3 separate regions of the Mus musculus genome follow, and regions 2 and 3 are each linked to region 1. The links are chromatin contacts, called in public Hi-C and HiChIP or PLAC-seq maps. All regions are on one chromosome and are shown on one strand. The core of a region is the stretch at or near the end of the contact, and the rest is flanking DNA. Distances in the headings are between cores, read along the strand shown.

What was found. Hi-C and Micro-C count contacts between places; a contact is called where the count stands out from the background. HiChIP or PLAC-seq counts read pairs in DNA pulled down with a chosen protein or histone mark.
Region 2: a contact with region 1 is called in an H3K27ac HiChIP or PLAC-seq map of thymic regulatory T cells, with 3 times the contacts expected there. The contact joins two enhancer-like sites. A contact is called at or near these places in 2 of 115 datasets of contacts at active chromatin or transcription factors (embryonic limb bud and thymic regulatory T cells).
Region 3: a Hi-C map of the N1E-115 cell line shows a contact between it and region 1, with 3 times the contacts expected there. The contact joins two enhancer-like sites. A contact is called at or near these places in 1 of 484 Hi-C or Micro-C datasets (the N1E-115 cell line) and 3 of 115 datasets of contacts at active chromatin or transcription factors (large pre-B cells, microglia and pancreatic cancer cells).

Annotation. Positions count from the first base shown.
Region 1 is chr10:14,043,163-14,047,450 of GRCm38.p6, reverse strand. The region is part of intron 1 of Hivep2 (human immunodeficiency virus type I enhancer binding protein 2); the gene reads right to left. Among named protein-coding and RNA genes, the nearest start is that of Hivep2, 79 kb to the right of the region's middle. Within about 2 kb of position 2,235, at least 130 of the 459 cell types and tissues checked have an H3K27ac peak or open chromatin away from gene starts, as enhancers often do. A contact at or near this core is called in the N1E-115 cell line and thymic regulatory T cells, where this site is marked.
Region 2 is chr10:13,054,896-13,059,183 of GRCm38.p6, reverse strand. No RefSeq gene overlaps it. Among named protein-coding and RNA genes, the nearest start is that of Gm40602, 3.5 kb to the left of the region's middle. Within about 2 kb of position 2,138, at least 5 of the 459 cell types and tissues checked have an H3K27ac peak or open chromatin away from gene starts, as enhancers often do. A contact at or near this core is called in thymic regulatory T cells, where this site is marked.
Region 3 is chr10:13,430,401-13,434,688 of GRCm38.p6, reverse strand. The region is part of intron 1 of Phactr2 (phosphatase and actin regulator 2); the gene reads left to right. Among named protein-coding and RNA genes, the nearest start is that of Phactr2, 42 kb to the left of the region's middle. Within about 2 kb of position 2,383, at least 36 of the 459 cell types and tissues checked have an H3K27ac peak or open chromatin away from gene starts, as enhancers often do. A contact at or near this core is called in the N1E-115 cell line, where this site is marked.

The sequences.
Region 1 (4,288 bases), core at 986-3,485:
CTCACCCCCTCCACCTCTGCCAGACTGTGAATTATCCCTCTACACCTGCTCAATAAAGTCTCACACTTGAGAGAAAGGGTAACAGCAAGATAAGTTTGTGGTCAAATGATACAAAACTTTTGTGTTTACTGATCCTTTGGTGGGGAGCCCAGTATTGGGAATGACAGATGGGGACACTTTGCTCACACTATGCTAAGAAAAACAAAAGACATTTTCCTAAGAGTTCTCCTGAGTACTTTTTTTCTTTAAAAGAAATGTCTTTAATTTTAATTATGTATGTGCATGGCTGAGTGTGCAGATATGAGTGAGTGTAGTGCCCACTGAGGCCAGAAGAGGGCGTCAGATTCCCTGGAAGTGAGTTAAGAGGTGGTTGTGAGCTAGCTACCCTACATAGATCCTGGGACTCCAGTCCTTTTCCAACACCACAGCCCAAGTTTTTTATATTGTGCTCCATTCATAGGCTTAAAGGGAGCTGTCAAGATGGGGTAGTGCCGAAGGTACATTCTTAGGAGCATGGAAATAATTTTATTATATTTTTAAACATGAAAATGTACAGAAACCACCATGGAAGCGTGTACAAAGTGAATGCAATACCAATCCATTTTTTTTTTCCTGCCACTTCAACATTATCATAATGCCCCAGGGCTTTGTTTTCCCCACAGAAACACCAGATTTTAAGATGCATTTGAAATCTGAGTCTTGATAAAACATGTTTGTTTGCTAGTTCTGTTGTTAGCTTTTTTCCCCCCAGTAAGGGCTGGCACTTTTAGAACTATCTCTCATCTGCGTTTGAGTGTACTCAACAACTATTATCTCATTACTTTACCACATCCTGGGAAGGGCTAAGTGGCAGACAGCATCCATCCACTGTCCTCCCTTTTCACTAAGAAGCAGCAAGGGGTTAAAAAACCAAGACCTTCATACTCCCCAGATCCACTTAACTGCCCTGGCCAAGCTGCCTCCAAGGAGAGGAAAAAATATCTCCTTAGATCAGAATGGAGACAGGCTTGCTGTACAGTGCCCTTGTGTTAAACCTAAGAGACAGATGCAAGACGCTTACTCCTCTCTCGTGGTAAATAACTCCAACATGACTGATGCTCCACAGAAATCAATAGCAGGGACGATTGCCTTTTTTGGAACTGCCTGGGCAGTCAGCTGGAGAGGGGGCACTGCTAATCCCAGGCATGCTGCCTGGATCATGCACTGAAAACAGGCTTCACAAAAGAGAAGGGCGAGTAGCTTACTTATTAAAGAGACAACTGTAAAGTCTGATACAAACAGGCAAGCGTAAAGCCTCCACTACACAGACCCAAAGCTTGGCTTGGCAACCAAAAAAAAAAAAAAAAAAAAAAAAAAACCCAAAACAAAACAATAAGCAGTTGAAAAAGTCTAGCCCCCCTTCATCCCTGAGATGACACCGCCACTGAGAAACAGTCTGCAGAGAGGGCTGGTGGAGATGGGCTCCCCAGTGACCCAGAACCCACAGCAGGAAGTAGAGGGGAAGCCTCCTCCGCCTGTCTGACACTAACCCAGTGAAAGACTGCAGTGGAGACCATGGGGATTTCTCCTTTTGCTTTGGTTCTGAAGCAGCCTACACTTTCCTCAAGGCCAAAAGTCTAGCTGACAATTGCCTAAATCGTGTTCCCCAAGGTCGTTCCTTTCTGCACTGCCCACCAAGGCAAGGGAATCCATGTGACCTTGAGGAGGATGAAAGTCATTTCTGACCCCACTTTTAATTCTCAACTGATTTAACTGAAACCAGACACTGGGTGCCAACAACGAGAAGTTTAAAACATTGTACATGAAGCTTGGGCTGATGAGCAAGTCACAAAATGATATATACTAACACCCAGTGCTGCCTGTCAACTTAAAAATTAAAATAAAATAAAATAAAATAATGAAGACAGAAACTCTATCAGCTCCTTTACAACAAACAGGCCTGGTTCGTTTACAACTCCTGGAAATAACTCTGGGTCGGTCAAATGTTCTTATTTCATATGTTCTCACCGGCTTTCAGGACTGGGGCACATTGTTTCCCCAAACACCATCCGGCCATAATGACCAGGTTACCACTGATAATTATGCTCGCCTGTCTATAGGTTTGTCAGCTAAATGAATCCACAGACGCCCGTCATAATGAGCAGAATTCAACTTCTGCCACAGCTGGGCTGACCACATCACATTAGGAAAACAAGCTCTTTGCAATAACCAGTTCTGGGCATCACTGGTTAAAAAAGACTAGTTTCCTGTTTTTCTCAAAGACTTCACAATGTGGGTATTGCTATTTTTTACCCCACCCACACTTCTTCTCTTTAATTGCTGAAGATTAGATGCTGTAAACACCTAACCATGGGTAGTGTGTGTGTGTGTGTGTGTGTGTGTGTGTGTGTCTGTGTGTGTCAGGTGGGGTTTGTCCATTCCTAGCCAAGGCCTCACCTTGGCTGAGACAGGACTTGGGGATTCGGCATGAACTTCCCCGCAGCCTCAACTCAGAAAGCTGACCTTGGAGCTGGGCCTGAGCTAGGGAGGTGCTGCAAGCTCTGTGCTAGGTCCTTGTAGCTGACACCAGAAATGGCAGTTTGGGGGAGAAGACCACTTACAAGTGGAATTGCAACTCAGGTTTGCTAAGCAAATCCCACAGTTAAGAGTCTGGTTAAAAAAATAGTTACGAATCTATTTTTAAAAAAAAAAAGCAAGTATGAAATGCCAACCTAGCATCTACTTATAACCATGGAGAGGCGTCCTTCTCCCTCACTGGAAAAGGCTGCTTTCTTTTTCCAGGGACGTTTAAGGACATGTTTAAGGTACAAAACAGCATGGCTGCTCTGCTTGACCCCCACCACCTCAGTCAAGACCCTGTTCTAAAGTCAATTCCTCCCAGACCCTCCACAAACTTACAGGGGGCGTGTGTGTGCACGGAAGCACATAGCTGCATTTGTGCATCCCTGTCTGTCTGTCTGTCTGTCTGTCTGTCTCTCTCTCTCTCTCACACACACACACACATACACACATACACACACACACACACACACACACACACACACACACACACACACGTGAATGAGAAGGATGATCTGTGTCTGCCTCCTGGGGGAGTGGGGGAGGGGTGCAACAGAATGTGTGCATCACTGAAGCCAGCAGCCCCCCAGGCTGAGCCTAGGTAACAGCAAGCAATGGGTGAGTACTTCCTGAGCACTCAGCCCGGCCTCCAGCCTCCCACTCCGACTTCCGATGACCTGTGTCTCCCCTCCTCTGCCTACATTCTGGTCACCACGTCTCTGGAATCCCTCATCCTGCGTTCCTTTGCATCTGCCTTTCTCACAGACCAAGAGCTCTGAGAGGTTGCATGCGGCAATAGCCGCTCAGCAAACACCGGATGATCTGTGACAGGAAAGTCACTTTTGACTGACAACTTTGGAGTTAGTCAAGTACACAATCTATTTTTTTTTTAAATCTGGAAGAAAAAAGTCACAATTAGGAACAGATTTCTGCCTATAGCTCCTTGATCTAATATTGCGACTTTGAAGCTGTTTTTCTTTAAAACTTTTAAAATGTTTTCTTTAAAAGTCAATGAAGACAGGGGACTCCAGGGGAAATTAAAATCTTCGTTTTGAAGGAGTGAGGAAAAGTGGAGGTCCCAGTTTGAATCTTCAGAGCCTGCAAAAGACGTCAAGCACAATTTTGGCTACTCTAGAACTGGGATGGAGGAAAAATGGAAGCAAGCGCATTCATTCTCTTACTCTAGCCTACTCTACAAACACTGGGTTCAGTGAGAAACCCCATCTCAAAAATCAAGGTGGAGAGTGTTGAGAAATGTCAACCTCTGGCCCACGTGCATGCATACTCACACACACCCAGACATACACACACACACACAGACATACACACAAAGACACACACACACATACGCAAACACTTGCATGCTTACATGCATGCACTCACACACACACACACAGACATGTGCATGCATAAACACATACAGACATACACAGAGACATACACACACACACAGACACACACACACACATCACACACACACGCACTAGAGAAAGTGAAAACAGGTTTCGCCTTCTAAGTTATTTTAAAGGAAAAGGGTTCTAGCCCTTCAGATCTTCTGTATTTCTTTAAAATGGGTAAAAAAAAAAAAAAATCTAGGTCTCAATCAAAACACACACATATTGATTCTGAGTGACGCCCACTCATGTTAATCACAACCAAGAAGAGAAACACTGTGAAATAGGCCCTTTGTGTGGATAAATATGAAGAACTTCCTGCCCGCCTCAGGAAT
Region 2 (4,288 bases), core at 889-3,388, 990 kb after region 1:
TTTTTTTGTCTGCCTCTCAGGGGGAGAAGATTTCCTATTTGTCAGAAACTTGAAAAAAAATCTACAAAAGTACATTATGTTTTCCTAGCTAAATTGTGGAGTGGAAGCCATAGTTTGATGCTTATTGTGTTGGTGGCGGAGGGGTTGGGGGTGGGGGTGGGGCAGCATTTTCTCCCCAACACAGAATCTGAAACCTCCTCCCTGCACATCTGAGAGTCTGGACAGTCGGTCCTGCTGAGGCTTTGGACTGGGTGGGGGGTGGGAAGTTGCTTCTTCAAAAAAAAGAAAGAAAAGAAAAGAAAAGAAAAGAAAAATGAAGACAAGTTCACTACCTCTCTTCCAACAGGGAAGCATTCATGCAGGAAGTGAACTTTCAAAGAGTTTCAAAAGCAAATGCAATAAAGGGGCCGGGAGAGGCTCCACTTGCAGTTTTTAAGGACTAGACCGGTGGTCTCAACCTTCCTAATGCTGTGACCTTTCACTACAGTTCCTCACGGACCACCAACCAGACAATTATTTTTGATGCTACTTTGTAACTGTAATTTTGCTACTGTTATGAATGGTAAGGTAAAAATCTGATATGTGGATGGTCTTAGGTCACCCTGTGAAGAGGGTCATTTGACACCCCCAGAAGGATCACTGCTCAAAGTTTGAGAACCACTGGAAAAGGTGCTATTTTTCAGAGGGTCAGAGGAAGGAAGAGATGGAATACCAACTCTAATGGAGGAAAAAAAAAAAAAGCTAAGCTTCGAGTTTATCCTGTGCAAACTGACTGCTGTGGGCTCCTGGGCCTTAGCTTGGCATGGTCAGCCCTGTGCAGGGGAGTGAGTTAGACCCTATGCTTAAGAGTGCAGGCTGCAGAATGGACAGGAAAGGAAAAAGAGGAACTCTGGGTGCCTTCTTAAATGACCTACTGAGGCTTCTGAGTCACATGCTCCAAGCAAATTCACTCCCCCAACACAAGACAACAATGTTCTGCTGAGCTTCTTACCTGGTACAACACTGATTTGCAAATGTTACAAGGGACTCCAGCAGGCACCCCGGGTCCAGAGATACTTAATAGTGTACAGTGCACATGGCTGTGTGGTATACGTTAATGCACCACCCTCCATTACCACACTGAATTCCAAACCAGAGTATCATCTGCAGAGGGATCCTTTCAGTTGCCTACCAAAGGCAGCACAAATTGCTGGAGGCATGTGGCCTTGTCATTCACCCAACACACAAACCAAAGAGTCACTGTCTCTGCTCTCTGTCCTCACATGGTTGGTCCTCATAAGGGGAGATGGAAGGGATGTTCCAGTATCTAAAACATGCTCTTTCTGCTCTTACCAGAATGAGGACCTAGAGTCGTACAGATAGCTTTCACTCTTAACACTAGCAGGTCCTCTGAATGTCTAGAAAACAACGGTCCCAGCTCCAAGTCCATCAGGGGTTCTTAACCTGTGGGTGGCAACCTCTTTGGAGGGGTAAGATGACCCTTTTACAGGAGTCACGTAAGACCATCTGCATGTCAGATATTTACATTGCAGTTCATAACAGTAGCAAAATTACAGTATGAAGTAGCAACAAAAATAATTTTATGGTTGGGAGGGGTCACCACAACATGAAAAATTGTATTAGGAGTAGCAACACTGGTAAGATTGCGAACCACTGAACTACATGGTCTTCCATGACACTAATAATCTATCCAGGTAACCAAGACATTGGGCTATGACACCAACAGCCATGCTCTGCTGCAGGGAAGGCCAGGGACTCAAGACTCCAGCTGGGGCTTGCAGAAACCATTACTAGGAATATTTAATCATGTCTTTCCTTCTAGTTAAAAGAACCCTCTATAACGTGTTTTTATTTTCCCTTTTGTATTTGCATTTGGGACACACCTCCAGGAAGTCATTAGTAAGGCCTGCTTTAGTGACTAAATTGCTCAAACAGTAGAAAATCCCCTTCTCACATCATAGCCTCCTGTTGGGCATCCCTGCCTTGCTTTCTTTCCTTTCTCTGTGAGACCTCTGGTACTTTCCAGCCATGCCAGTTAAGGTTTTTATCAATTTGACACAATCTAAAGTCATCATAGACAAGTGAACCGCAATTGAGAAAACGCCTCCATCAGATTGCCTCTGGCCACGTCTGTGGGGAATTTTCTTGATTGATGATTGGTGTAGAAGGTTCCAACCCACTCTGGGTGGTACCACCCCTGCGCAGGTGGTCCTGGGTAATGTAAAAGCAGACCAAGCAAGCCAGGAAGCAGCCTTGATCTCTGCTTCAGATCCTGCCTCCAGGACCTTACTAGAGGTCCTGCGCTCTTATACTTAGTAATAAACTGTAAGATATAAGATGAAACAAATCCTTGTCTCTCCAAGTTCATTTTGGTCTTGATGTTTATCACAGCCACCGAAAGCAAAGGAGAACACCGGTCTTGATAGCCAACCTTGGTTGTCAACTTCTACTGGGATACACAGGGTGAGGTTTTGTTTCTGTCTTTCCTGACCTACCGAAGGCATTCTCTGATTGATTGGCTTCAATAAAAATCTAATGGTGGGGCAGGAAGTGGAAGGCAGGACTTCCTGGGAGGGAGAACAGGACTCTGAGCAGAAGAAAAAGAAAGATGTTTCACCAGCAGACATGAGAAAAGAGGAAACACGAAAGGAGGCCTGAGAGGAGAGGAAATAAAGGAGCCATGACAGTTTCCTGGTATTGCCTGGTGCTATTGACACTCCAAATGCCTTCATCTCTATCCTTTCCTAAACGTGATGGCCACTCATGGTTTAGACCAATCCCTTCATCTTATCTCTACTTTCTTCCCCTTGTGTCATAAGCATCATAAGCCACTGCTGGACATACAGACTCCAAATCAGGATCCCTAAAGGATGCTCACATACCCATGTACCTGTTGTGCATCTTTCCCTGTGGTGCCCGCCAGTCCCTCTCACTCAGTATTCAGAATGGAACTCAGTAACTTATCTTAAATAACCACTGTCACACAGTGTCACCACCTTAACCACTCAGAAGGCTGGGAGATGATGAGTTAGGACCAGTCTAGACGACATCGTGACTCTGCCTCAGAAAAACACCCCTACCATCAAAGATGGTTTTGTGTTTTAATTTTCATAATTTGAACAGCATTACTGTTCTCCCAGATACTCATATTTGAAAGCTTGGGGCCTTCTCGTGTCTCCTTTTCTCCCTTGTGCCTCCCAAATGCTATTAAAAAAATACATTTAGAATAAGCTTGGCTAATTTGTTTTTATGACACATGTCTAGTTTTGCCTTGTATTATAAGATGTGACTATTTTAAAGAAAAATTTGCAAAAATAAATTTGAATGGACATAGACAGATACCTTGATTAACAGCGTGATGTTATTATTTATTCTGCGATAGCTTATTTCTGACAAAGACATGATATCACATCCAACTTCTGCCTTGAATAATTCAATTTTATCGGTCTAAAATTGCATTCTGTTATAATATTTTTACCTTCAATAAGGGGATATTAAAATTTCCAAACAATATGCCAGTCATTTTGAAAATAAATTTTGTTATGAAAATTTAAACATACATAAAAACAGTAAAACAAACACCCATAGGACTCCCTTGCAAGGAAGGGAGGGAGGGAGGGGCAGAGAGAAGGGGGGAAAGTTGGGGGGGGAGAATGTTCAGATATCAGTTATTCTACCCCTCCTTGTCTTGCTATGTCATTATAACAGTGTTATAAAAAGTGTTGTAAAAGGGAGACTTGGGCTTACCCACCCAGCATGTGAGCGATGGCACTCAATGCTGTCACGCCAATTTATTGTCACCAAAGCTGATAGCACAACAGCATTGCATAGTTCTCAGTCCCTCCCTACAATTTTCTCTGTCTCAAAAATGTATCCCCCCCCCCCCCCAGTTAGTTTCATTGTATTTTGGTTGAATTGAGAACCTCATAAATCCCAGCCAGGTCTTCTGGTTTCAGCTCTGAAGTCCTTTTGAGCCTTTCTGGTTTTCCATGTCATTGACTTGATAAAACAAACCAGGTCCCTAAGTCCAAATGGCCCGCAGTGTGCTTTGTCTGTGTGCTTCCTCCCTAGCCCCTGTTGGTTAACATGTTGTTCCTCTGTTCTCATGTGTGCTAAGTGCTTGTGCAAGTCATGTCGGGCTTTCTTTTCTTTATTTGTGTATCATAGTCCTTTTTCATCTGTCTCAAAGCTCATTCTCAACAGTGAGTGCTGGGCCACACACGAAGATTTATTCCTTCAGCTGTCCTCTATGGCTTCGTCTGCTAGTTGACCAAAGCAACACTCAAGC
Region 3 (4,288 bases), core at 1,134-3,633, 610 kb after region 1:
TTAGTTTTCATGTGGGTCCTGAACAGCTAGAGTCGGGGCTATCCCAAAAGCTGTTGCCTGTATGTGGGATATGTTCTTCCAGCTGGGCTGCCTTGTCTGGCCTCAGTGGGAAAGGAAGCACCTAGCCCTGAAGAGACTTGATGTGCCAGGGTGGGGGGATACTCAAGGGGCCTCACCTGCTCAGAGGAGAAGGGGGCAGGGAGTGGGGAAAGAATTTTGGGAGAAGGTGACTGAGAGGGGCCAGTGAGGGATGTGTAAACTAATAAATAAAATAAAATAAAATAAAATAAAATAGAATGTGAAAGCTCATGGGAAACATGCTATGTAGCTAACATTTTTTCTTTTGACCAGGCTTTCTTTTTTCCCCCCTAAAACTTGATTTATTTTTATGAGTGTGTACACATGTATGTGCTGGTGAGAGCAGAGGCCCGCAGAAGTCATTCCACTTCTTGGAGCTGGAGTTACAGGTAGTTGTAAGCCACCCAATACGGGTGCAGAAAAATCTAGCTATCACCACCTGCAAGATCAGCATAAGTGCTCTGAAGCACGGAGCCATCTCTCCAGCCCCGTAGCTGACATCTTAAAGTGAAGACCTGTCCTCATATCCAGAAGGGATGTGGCTGAAGCCACAGAGGGGCTGTGGAACCTTCAGCCATAAGCATCTTTGTATCCCATTCTGTGCGTGCAGTGTCGTCGCTTGACTTCTCTCACAATACAAGGACTTACTTCTGTGCTAGCTCGCCACACAGATAGCAAGCTTTGCTCTTATGTGTGGCATTGTGTCTTTCACACCAGAACTACCCAAGGAAATACCCTCCTGTTCGTTCCACATTGATGACTCTATTTCTTTTTTAAAGACTCACTGTATCATCTCAAACGTGGGATGCTCTGGCTTCCCAGTGGTGTGGTCACAGGTCTGTGCCACACACAGCTGAACCCAAGCTTGAGGGGAGTGGCTGGAGTGAGGTGCTCATACCAGAGAAGATACGGCACATCCCCCTTTGGTCTAGAAGGGCTTCTACTCTGCCTATCACTTGAACCACTCTTAGCAGCCGAGTTGCCACCCAACTGTCAAAACTCTGACCCTCTAAACCTAAGGTTCAGGTGCAGGTAATGGCTTTGAAATCGGTACTTCATGCTCATAGAGTGACCCCAAGACCTAAAGAGGAAGGTTTTGTTGGTAGTGGGGTTCTTTTTTCCCTGTATTTCTTTAACTTTCAAAATTACAACAAGTTAAGTATTAACTGTTGAGCAGTGAACTTGTGGAGTTTCATGGAGCCTTTCCGGGCTTCCCGTGATAACATCTTATTAAACCACAGCACAATTATCGAAACCAGGAAAGGAACATTGATAAAATACTAAGAGCTAATCTACAGATCTGAGGGAAACGTATCCAATTAGCCACTAATGGCTTTCAGTGATTCTTTCCAGCGTCAGTTACCATGGTGTTAGCCTAACTGGTCTTCCAATTTCTATGGTTTCTTTACATGTCTGGACTGGAATTCTCTTCTGACGACAAACAACCTCTCCTGAGCTCTTTATTCTTCCATTCCCTGATTTTCTTGTATCCACATGAGCTCATGGATATCTATTTTATCCTATATGTTATACCCCATTACTGTTGTATGCATTCTGTTGCCTAAATTGGTGCATCCTCGGCTATTGAGAGTGCCTGCTGCTCCCTGTTGCCAAGCTCCATCACATTTCAAAGCATTTCTTTAATTCTTCAGGTCATTTCTGCTTTCCCTGCCTCTGCCTTGAAATCCGCTATTTTTCACTGCTGTTCTTAATTCCACATTATTTGAATAGTAGGCTTATAACACTATTTATAATCTTGGAAAATTAATGTTTCCAATATGGGAATCTCTGCATAGAAAATATTAGATACTTTTTTTTTTACCACTTTTCATATGGATTATTACTTATCAGTCCACTAATTTATCAAACTGCAACAAGCCTATGCTATTTTATTATATAGGGCAAAAGAAGGGGGGAAGCCATGTAATTAGGATTTTTACAGAACAATCTACCATTATGCTTTCTTGGTTTTGTATTTATGTCTAGTACCTAACACAAAAGTGCATCTTTTAGGCTTTTTAGTGTTTTTAGGTACACACGTGTGTACGTGTGTGTACGTGTGTGTGCGTGTGCGTGTTTCAGTTCAAATGCCTGGGGCTTTTGACAAAAGAGTTTCTTGTCTGATTAAAGATTGTCATTTCTAATATATGATGGGGAGAACCTATTGAAGCAAACAGAGTTTTCAGTTGAATGTAGCTAAGCCAGAGGCCACCCTGCCCCCGACTGTGGTTTTGTGAATGCACACATTCCTCTCTGCTTCCTATTTATTTGCCTTTTGTCCTTTTGGTTAAGTGGACTTGATTTAGGTTTTCTGTGGCTTGCAAATGTGCCTGTGCAAACATTCCCTCTCCAGTTCATCCCACTGTGTTGGTTTGTGGGTTGTGGGTTTTTGTTTGTTTGTTTGTGTTCCTGCCTGTATCCCCACTTGTTTTAGTGCTGAAGTTAATTGCCTGTCTGTTTTCCCTTTGTGCCTCGGAGACCAGACTGTCTTCAACTCTTCCTGCCTTTCTGATCTCTGCATGGGGCACATGATCCCAGCACGGCTTTTTAGCTGAACTCAGAGGCCCGGAGCTGCTCTAACTTGTAAATTTTATTTAATGAACAAGGGGACATTTTGTTTGTTTCAATTAGTGCCAAATAAGTTTCCACTCTCAAGTCACTTTTTCTGAGTCAGGAACCTGGGCACCATCCACCTGGGTTCCCCAAGCCCAGGGCAAGGAAGCCGAAGTCTGCTCTCTCACCTAGAGGCTCTACTTGGGGGAAGCCTGCTTGGAGCTTTCTTAGTCCTGGAGCCAAAGGCTGTGGGTAGAAGAGGTTAGAGGCAGCAGAGACTGTGAATAGGGAACAAGTCCAACTACATGAGCGTCTCACAGCATCCTCAGATGGCCATGAACTCCTGATATCTAGCCAGGCCTGGCTCTGCAGAGGACAAAGCACTTTCGGGTCTGTTTTCTGTGCATCTTAGAAGTTTAGGTTTAAAGCAATTTCCTTTAGCAGTGTAAGTGGGTTTGTATACCAGTCAACATACCAGCACCAGAAACGCAATTAGATTTTAAAATTGTAACTACATTTATTTTTTGTTATGATTGCTTGCATTTTCTGTAGGTTGAATTGCTTACTAGTATTCATAAAATTATTTTCTAGATATCTTAAATTTTTCAAAGTGTTTCTCTATCTCTCTCTTCCTCTGTCTATCTCTCTGTCTCTGTCTCTCCCCCCACCCCGTGTGTGTGTGTGTGTGTGTGTGTGTGTGTGTGTGTGTATGTGTGTGTATGTATGTGTGTGAGTGTGTGTCTGTGTGTGAGTGTGTGTGTGTATGTGTGTCTCTGTGTGTGTGTGTGTATGTGTGTGTATGAGTGTGTGTGTGAATGTGTGTATGTGTGTGTGTTTATGGGTGTGTATGTGTGTGAGTGTGTGTGTGTGTGTGTTGGTAGAAAAGTAGTACTTCTGCATTGGTTGCACTGGAAATGTGGTGTGAATGTTTTAGGGCCATACACTGGCTATTCCAAATGTTTATTTCTGTTCGAGCAGCTGGCCTCATACTGTGTATATACACACACACACACACACACACACACACAGAGAGAGAGAGAGACCCCTCACCTAAAACACAGAAAGTTTTAAGATATCATGGAAAATCTTTTTATGAATATTGGTTAAATAATTGAGTATTTATGAATACTGGTAAGTTTAAATTTAACTATGTGGTGGGTAATTAGTGCACAGTGTGCAACTGGCGTGTTAATGAGGGCTATAACTAGACAAATAGCTAACAGGTTTGAAAACTTTTTTTTTGACAAATAGGTGATTCAATGAGGATATTTTCATCGTTTAAGAGTTCAACCTTGTATCTGCTAGTGATCTTCTGAGTGTCACGATTTCCAAGCGTTACTTGTGAGCCAATGAGATGTGTGAAAGGTCATACTTACAAAGGTCCTTAAAAATCCCTTGGTGAAGGGTCGGGGAGGTGGCCCAGTTGTGAGGTGATCGATCTGCTGTCCAAGGGAGAGGACCTGGGGTTGGTCCCATAGAGTTTACTTTGAAAGTTAAGATGCAGTGGTACACTCCTGTGGTGCTGGGGATGCAGAGGAGAGACAGGGGCATCCCTGGAGCTTGGTAATCAGTCAGTATAGCCTCACTGTTGAGTTCCATGCTGAGTGACAGATAGTCGAGAGAGAGAGAGAGAGAGAGAGAGAGAGAGAGAGAGAGA